Linked DNA regions of Mus musculus: region 1 is linked to region 2. The links are chromatin contacts, called in public Hi-C maps. All regions are on one chromosome and are shown on one strand. The core of a region is the stretch at or near the end of the contact, and the rest is flanking DNA. Distances in the headings are between cores, read along the strand shown. Region 1 holds the start of Dbp (D site albumin promoter binding protein). Region 2 holds the start of Josd2 (Josephin domain containing 2).

Region 1 (3,652 bases), core at 924-3,423, 1.2 Mb after region 2:
TCCAACCCATTCCTCAGTCGCCTCCTCAACCGGGACACTATCACCCGAATCTCCTACAAAAGTAAGTCCCCCAAGCTAGGGGTGGCGTCCCCAGTTCCTAGGAAGGCTGAGGAAGGAGGGTGGGCTACAGAGTAAGTTCAAGGTCAGCCTGGGCTACTTAGCAAGAGCCAGGGTGACAACAGAAAGGGAAGAGTGGTTGGAGATGATGCAGCTTGGTCACGAGCGCCTGGTCAGAATCTCCCGGTGAGGGGCTGGGGGCCTGGTGCAGTGGTACCTGCCTAGCATGTCCGAAGCCTTACATTCAGTCTCCATACGACAACAGACATAACTAAGTCCCTGTGCATTATCTGGGACCCCCTTTTACGCTGACTTGATGTCTGCGCAGATGATGCCTACTTTCTTCAAGACCTGAGCCTGGAGCTCCTGTTCCCAGAATCCTTCGGCTTCATCACCTATCAGGGATCTCTCAGCACTCCTCCGTGCTCTGAGACTGTCACCTGGATCCTCATCGACAGGGCTCTCAATATTACCTCCCTCCAGGTGACTGACACCCCCACCCCCCCCCACCCCCGTGTGTGCATGCTACTCCTGTCCTGAGCACCACCCCGGTCCACTCACCCGTGGTTTCTCTTGAGGCAGATGCACTCCCTGAGACTCCTGAGCCAGAATCCCCCCTCCCAGATCTTCCAGAGCCTCAGTGGTAATGGCCGGCCCTTGCAGCCCCTGGCCCACAGAGCCTTGAGGGGCAACAGGGACCCCCGGCATCCCGAGAGGCGCTGCCGAGGCCCCAACTACCGCCTGCATGGTATGCTTAGTGTGTCCCCTCCTTCTCCACGTCCTGATAGTCTGCACTTATTCCCAGTGGTTGTCTCAGTGTGATACATCCCTTGTCCTTTCTCACCTCTCCATATGGAACAGCCTGCTGCAGCCCACCCCTCTTTGCAGCTTAGTCTAAGGCCTGACACCCTGTTTTCCTTGTGGTACAATTACATACTGGTCCATGCCCTCTGCCTACTGTTACTTGCCAAGATGGTACGGTCCAGGTCACCTGTTTACAAATGGTATGACCCTACTTAGAGCTGTAGTCTTTCTGCTATTCCCTTTCTGAGAATCAGCGTGGTACAATCCCTCTGTCTTTCTTACTGCCACTGTGGCTCGGCCCCGGGAAATCGGTTAGTTTCTTGTCTGGTTTCTCAACATGGTACAGCCCAGAAGACCATATCCTCTCCATGTACCTTTATGCAAACCAGCCTATTCTGCACGTCCCATGTGGCCTTCTTCCCTCCCTACATGGTCTGGTCCAGGAGCTGATCATTCCCCCAACTTGGTATATTCCATTCCCCCTTAGCAGCCTGACTAGTAGAGTCCTATGTGCTCAGCTCCCACACCCCTCAAGCCGGTGCTTCCCTTTGCAGTGGACGGTGGTCCTCACGGTCGCTGAGACTCCCCAACGAGGATTACGCCCGCCTGTTCTGAGTTTCCTCACCAGGGGAGGGGATTCACCCCAAAACAAAGCTATTAAAAGGACTGAATGTTTCCGGTTTCTCGGTGGTTTATCAGTCGCGATTGAGGAACATCTAGATATTAAAAAAAAAAAATCCTTCCCGAAGCCCACTTCTTTCTGCCTTAATCTGCTCTAATTGATGTTCTGCTTTTTTTCCTCAATGAGTCTGTGAACACTCGGCTCCTTTAAGAGGTACCCCTCTTGCCCCACACCCGCATCCGATAGCACGCGCAAAGCCATGTGCTTCCCCCTTCTTCCTGCCTCATTGGCCCGAAGTGGGTCACGGTCCCGCCTCCAGCGCCTCCTCCCATTGGCCAAATATAGGTCAGTGTCCCGCCTTCTTCCAAAAGGCGAGGCAACTACACAAGTTCAGCCCCTCACGCGCCTCCAGGGTCTTGGCATATCCCTTCATCTCATTGGCTGAGCGTCTCAAGGGCTCGAGACGTGATTGGTTCTTGCCAGAAGCCGGAGGAAGGCACGCGGCTGGGGTGCATGGCCCAAGTGGAGGGAGGGGGCCCGGAGGAGGGGCGCGCGCTCTGGCGTCCGGTGTTTTGGTTTAGATTTTTTTTTTTCCGCGAAAGAAGTTTGCTTTGGCCACGCCTCAAGGCTGCCACCTCCTCCTGCCCCCTCCTCCGCCCCTGGGTGCACACCTCTGGGTGCAGATTGCAAAGCTCCTTTCTTTGCGAGAAGTGCAAAATTGGCTAGAGCCAGAGACTCGCCCACTTGGTACAGAAGGAGCGCGCGCCTGTGTCCCTTGGGGACCCACAGTTGCAAAGAGACAGCTGCTTGATTTGGTCACCCACTCGCCCAGACTATAGGAGCCTCCCGGGACAGTCTTTGAGTTGCACCTTTCTGCAGAACTGACTGGTTGAACCCCCGCAGCGCTCTTAGGATTTGAAGCGTCCTGATCCTGGAGGCTTGCACGCCGCGCTCTCCCGACTCTGGGACACATTCGCCCGAACCACTGGAGTGTGCGGGTGACTGACATATCATCTCATCTCTTCGACTCTCCATGAGCTCATGAACCTGGGAGCAGGTCCACGGCAATGGCGCGGCCTCTGAGCGACAGGACCCCGGGCCCCCTGCTGCTGGGTGGCCCGGCTGGGGCCCCCCCTGGCGGGGGAGCGCTGCTTGGGCTGAGGAGCCTTCTGCAGGGAAACAGCAAGCCCAAAGAACCGGCCAGCTGTGAGTTCTAGTCCCACTGTGTTAGGGACTCAACTGTTGGGGTGGTGGTCCACGGCACCTATCAGCTAGGTGTCCCATCTTTGCTAGTCTTCATTAGGTCACTTAGGTCTTCCAGTCCATCAGCCTCCAGGACCAAATCTGACGCCTGGAGGGCCTAAGGGTCAAGTCCCTGGAGTGTTCCTACTTGAGGACAGAGTTTAGGTGCCAGACCCCTCTTTCTTTCCTTTGGCCTCAGAGTCTGGACCCCTGGAGTCCTAGGGGAAGGGAGGGGGTGTGTCGGATGCTCACACGGTGCAGACACGGGCTTGGGCGGGGCCTCGCAGGGTCACATGGAAACTAGGGATGAGGAATGTGCCTGAGCAGTGGAGCCCCTTCCAGCCCCAACAGACTGTGGGGGAGGGGATGAGGGTGCTGGGGGTGGGAGAATTACTGAGCTGTCACTTTTTCTTTCTCACCTGCCCAACCTTTCACCCACCCTGTCACTAAACCCTTCTTTCTAAACTTCCATCCTCGTTCTCTGGGTCGCTTGTGCTTGTGTTTCTTAATCCCCTCCCGGGCCCCTAACCCTATCCTTCTGTATACTTTTGCCTTTTCCCCCTCTCCGGGTCCCCGTCTCCCTGACCCTCTATTGCTGGGGCCTTGTTCTCTTTTCTCTCTGGGTCTCCCCAAGCCCCGTCTTTATCCCTCTCTTCTTTTTCTGGGTTCTCTCCCTGCCTGTACCCACCTCCCTGGGTCTTTGCCCTACGGCTCCCGTCTCCTCACTTCTCTGTATCTCCGCCATATCTCTAACTTGGGGTCCCTCCTGTGTCCCTCCACCCCATCCGGTCTCTCCCTGGCCTACAGGTCTCCTGAAGGAAAAGGAGCGCAAGGCAACTCTGCCCTCAGCCCCCGTCCCGGGACCCGGCCTGGAAACGGCGGGCCCAGCCGATGCCCCGAGTGGGGCCGTTAGTGGCGGTGGGTCCC
Region 2 (3,724 bases), core at 844-3,343:
GTCTCTGTGTATGTGGGGCATCTCTGTCTCTCCTTTCTAGGTTTCTATGTATTCTGTCTGTGTGTCTGTCTGCCTCTCCTCTCTGGGCTTCTGACTGTATTCTGTCTCTAGGTCCCTGACCCCCCCCCACCCCCAATCTCCCTGACTTAGGAGGGGAGGGTCTCTCTCCTTTCCTTGGATCCCTAGCCCTCCTGTCTCTGCAGGACAGTCCCTTGTGTCCCGCCTTCTGGCTCAGGGATCAGAACTGGGCCTAGAACTTGTTTTTGTGTGGAACCGTGACCCTGGACGGATGGCAGGGAGTGTGCCCCCTGCCCTGCAGCTCCAAGACCTCACTGCCCTTGAGGAAAGGTCAGCGCCCCACAGAAGGAGCCTCCCCAAAGCTGCTTCCTGCCTCCCTGTGTCAGACAACCCTTTGACCCTTTCTGAGTCTCAGTGCATATAAAGAGAAACTAGAATGCACCCACTATCCCACTCCCCTCCCTCAGCCAGGGTAAGCAGTGCTATCCCTCCAAACCCTGAGGACCTGGGAGACAGGAGACCTGACTCTTCTCCAAGGCCCTCCCCCTCCATGTCTCTCTTCCTAGGCACCCTGACCTTGTGGTAGAAGTGGCCCACCCCAAAATAATCCATGAATCTGGGGCACAAATCCTTCGCCATGCAAACCTCCTGGTGAGCCTCCTTGCCCCTCAGTGAGTCCCTCTCTGTGTTGGCTGCATCCCACCCTCCAGCAGTAATCTGGGTCTTGGCCTTGCCTCTCTCTACCATCCGTGTCCCAAGGTGGGATCCCCCTCAGCTCTGGCTGACCAGACCACAGAGCAGCAGCTCCTGGAGGCTTCAAAGCGCTGGGGCCACACTGTGTTTGTGGCCCGAGGGGCCCTATGGGGCAGTGAAGACATCAGCAGACTGGATGCAGCCGGAGGCCTCCAGGTGAGGACTGTCTGGGCTGCCAGACGGAACATGTAAGAGTCTCAATCTCCTGACCCTGCCATTGCTTCCAGAGCCTTCGAGTCACCATGGCCACACATCCTGATGGCTTCCGGCTGGAGGGACCCCTGGCTGCAGCCCACAGTAGTGGGCCCCGCACAGTGCTCTATGAGGGCCCTGTGCGTGGGCTCTGTCCCTTGGCCCCCCGAAACTCTAACACCATGGCAGCTGCTGCCCTGGCTGCCCCCAGTCTAGGCTTCGACCGTGTCATTGGGGTGCTTGTGGCTGACCTTAGGTAAGCACAGGGCGTAGGTGGCACAGCTGTGTACACTCCGGGTGGACTGACTGCACTTCTCTGCCGGCTGCAGCCTCACCGACATGCACGTGGTGGATGTGGAGCTGCTAGGACCCCCAGGGCCTTCAGGTCGCAGCTTTGCCGTGCACACCCACAGAGAGAACCCAGCCCAGCCTGGCGCTGTCACCGGCTCTGCTACTGTTACAGCCTTCTGGCACAGCCTACTGGGTGCGGCAGGCCCCTCCAAGGGTCCCTTGGCGTTTGTGCTCGGCAGAGCTCACATGTTGGGTGTCCCAACCCCAGTTTTCTGTCTTTTCTCATTCTTAGTTCTCACTCCCAGGCTCTATGAGCCTCTCTTTCCCCGCCCCGCTTTCTCTCAGCATCTGGGTCCCCCTCTAGGTCTCTACATCCACATGCCACATCTCTTTCTGAGTATCCTCCTTGACTTGTACCACATTACCTTTTCCAAAACCCACGTCCACCATGGCCACCTGCATGTGTCTGTGTTGTCATCCTAGTTTTTCATTCTCCCCACAGGCTGCTGTCAGCTCACCTCCAGACCTGGGATCCACCTCTGCTGAGTCTCCTCCCCTACTACCCTTACTGTCATATTGACAACTATGGGTCCCAGTAAACATCAGAGTTCAGCCCACTGTTCTCTTTGGCCTCTTTGGTTCCTTGTCCCCACCTCTATGTCGTCACGCTTCAGCTACACACTGAGTATGACGCCATAGCAGCAGCGTGCGAGCTCATACACAAACCAGCCCCCTGAAAGCTATCGCGAGATCACTCGTTACCACAACTCCCAGAAACCTCTAGGCAGCAGTGAGCCCTGGGAGAGAACGAGAACTGGCTGCTTTGTCCGATGGGAGTTGTAGTCCCACGCGGCAGAGCAGCCCCGGAGGACTTCCGGACTGCGCGTCCTATTTAGACGCCCTACGGAGGCCTTCGGGAATCGCAGTTCGGCGCGCGCAAGTCGCCGGGAGCTGTAGTCCCTTTCGCCTGCTCAGTCAGCGTGCTACCACCCGGTCGCTGCCTAGGGAATGCGAAAGCGGTCGGTCCCGGGGAGCAGAAAGGCCGGCGGGGTGAGGGCCAGGCGGGCGACAAGCAAAGGCGGGTGGGAGTGTGCCTGGTTGCCAGGTGACAGGAAAAGGTGGGGGCTCCTGTTGCTTAGTAACTGGTAGAGGGCCTCGTTGCCAGGTGAAGGGAGGCGAGAACCCTGGTTATTGAGGAGGGGAAGTCTTTCGTTGCTAGGCGACCAGAAGAGACCCTGTTACCCAGAGACGGGAAAGGAGGAGTCCTCCATTGCTAGGTGATCAGAAAACGGACCAGGATACCCAGAGGGTGGGGTTGTTCTGTTGCTTGGGAACTAAAAAGGTATTGTTTCCTAGGGACAGAAGGGGTGGTAGTCCATTGCTAGGTGATGATGATCAGGACCCTTTTGCTTGGAGACATGTAGTGGGGGTGGGTCTCTATTGCCAGGTGAGCAGATGAGAGCCTCTACTCCCCCCACTCCCAGGACTGGGCTCAAAAGGTGTCTCTGTGCTCTGGAGACAGCCTGGGAAATAGGGTCAGGGCCTCACGGCCTCCTAAGCTAGCCCCAGTGCCCATCTCAATGTCCATTGCCCAGGGACCCAGGAATCTAGAGAACCGAATGAGCAAGATCCTAGGTGCCTAACACCTCCTTGTCCCACCCCGCAGCAGGAGCTGAGGAGGGCATGTCTCAGGCTCCGGAAGCAAGGCCGAGTCCACCCTCAGTGTATCATGAGCGGCAGCGGCTAGAGCTGTGTGCTGTCCATGCTCTCAACAACGTCCTTCAAGAGCAGCTCTTTAGCCAGGAGGCTGCCGACGAAATCTGCAAGAGGTGACTGCCATTGTTCCCCGCCCTGGAAGAGCAGGGCTCAGAGAGGCACGGGAGCCTTCCTGGGACCCTAGCAGGGCCAAGGCTCCGATCCAGGAGCTGTTGCCTGCCCTCCCACCTGCTGCTTCTCACAGCCTCAGCCCCAGCTTTGGCCTCAACCTCTCTTATCTGAGCCTCTGTCACAACCTCCCAGCTGTCTGTTTTTCTTCTCCTGGTCGTCCTACACACAGCCCCACAGCTGCTTGCCCCCTCCTCTGCTTCTATCCCTCTTTGGTTCCCCAGAACTCCTAGGGACTAGCCCCGGGCCTTCAGGCTGAACTCAAGGCCTTGTGTGCTCGGGTCCTTGCCTACCTTTCTGCAGCTTCATCCTTCGATGTACTCCTAGGCCTCCAACAGGCTGTTCCCATGTTACACAAGGCATTTTTTTCCCCTTCTTGGTCCCTTTGTTTGCGCCTCACAATTTCAACCATCACTTTTGTAAGAAACTTTCTTGAATCTCTCTCCCCATTCCCACCTCTAGGCTGCAGGGTGCTTCTATGGGCACATAGACACCCCAGCCTGTAGTCCTTGCCCAGATCCACAGGCAGCCCTCATCTGTAAACTTCAGACTTACTTAGAACATACGCATCTCTCTTTCTCCAGCT

Evidence for each region. Hi-C and Micro-C count contacts between places; a contact is called where the count stands out from the background.
Region 1: a Hi-C map of B cells shows a contact between it and region 2, with 5 read pairs. The contact joins the promoter of Dbp here to the promoter of Josd2 in region 2. A contact is called at or near these places in 2 of 39 promoter capture datasets (erythroid cells and liver), 2 of 484 Hi-C or Micro-C datasets (B cells and cardiomyocytes) and 1 of 9 other capture datasets (liver).

What each region holds. Positions count from the first base shown.
Region 1 is chr7:45,703,074-45,706,725 of GRCm38.p6, forward strand. It overlaps Dbp (D site albumin promoter binding protein), which reads left to right and starts at 2,174. Exons shown (of 4, transcript NM_016974.3): 1 at 2,174-2,689; 2 at 3,533-3,652. The coding sequence starts at 2,551. It overlaps Car11 (carbonic anhydrase 11), which reads left to right. Exons shown (of 9, transcript NM_009800.4): 6 at 1-61; 7 at 386-540; 8 at 640-805; 9 at 1,416-1,598. The coding sequence ends at 1,441.
Region 2 is chr7:44,465,887-44,469,610 of GRCm38.p6, forward strand. It overlaps Josd2 (Josephin domain containing 2), which reads left to right and starts at 2,094. Exons shown (of 5, transcript NM_001205071.1): 1 at 2,094-2,304; 2 at 2,921-3,083. The coding sequence starts at 2,938. Aspdh (aspartate dehydrogenase domain containing) reads left to right here. Exons shown (of 7, transcript NM_026690.1): 2 at 204-348; 3 at 585-669; 4 at 778-927; 5 at 999-1,219; 6 at 1,293-1,447; 7 at 1,757-1,865. The coding sequence ends at 1,800.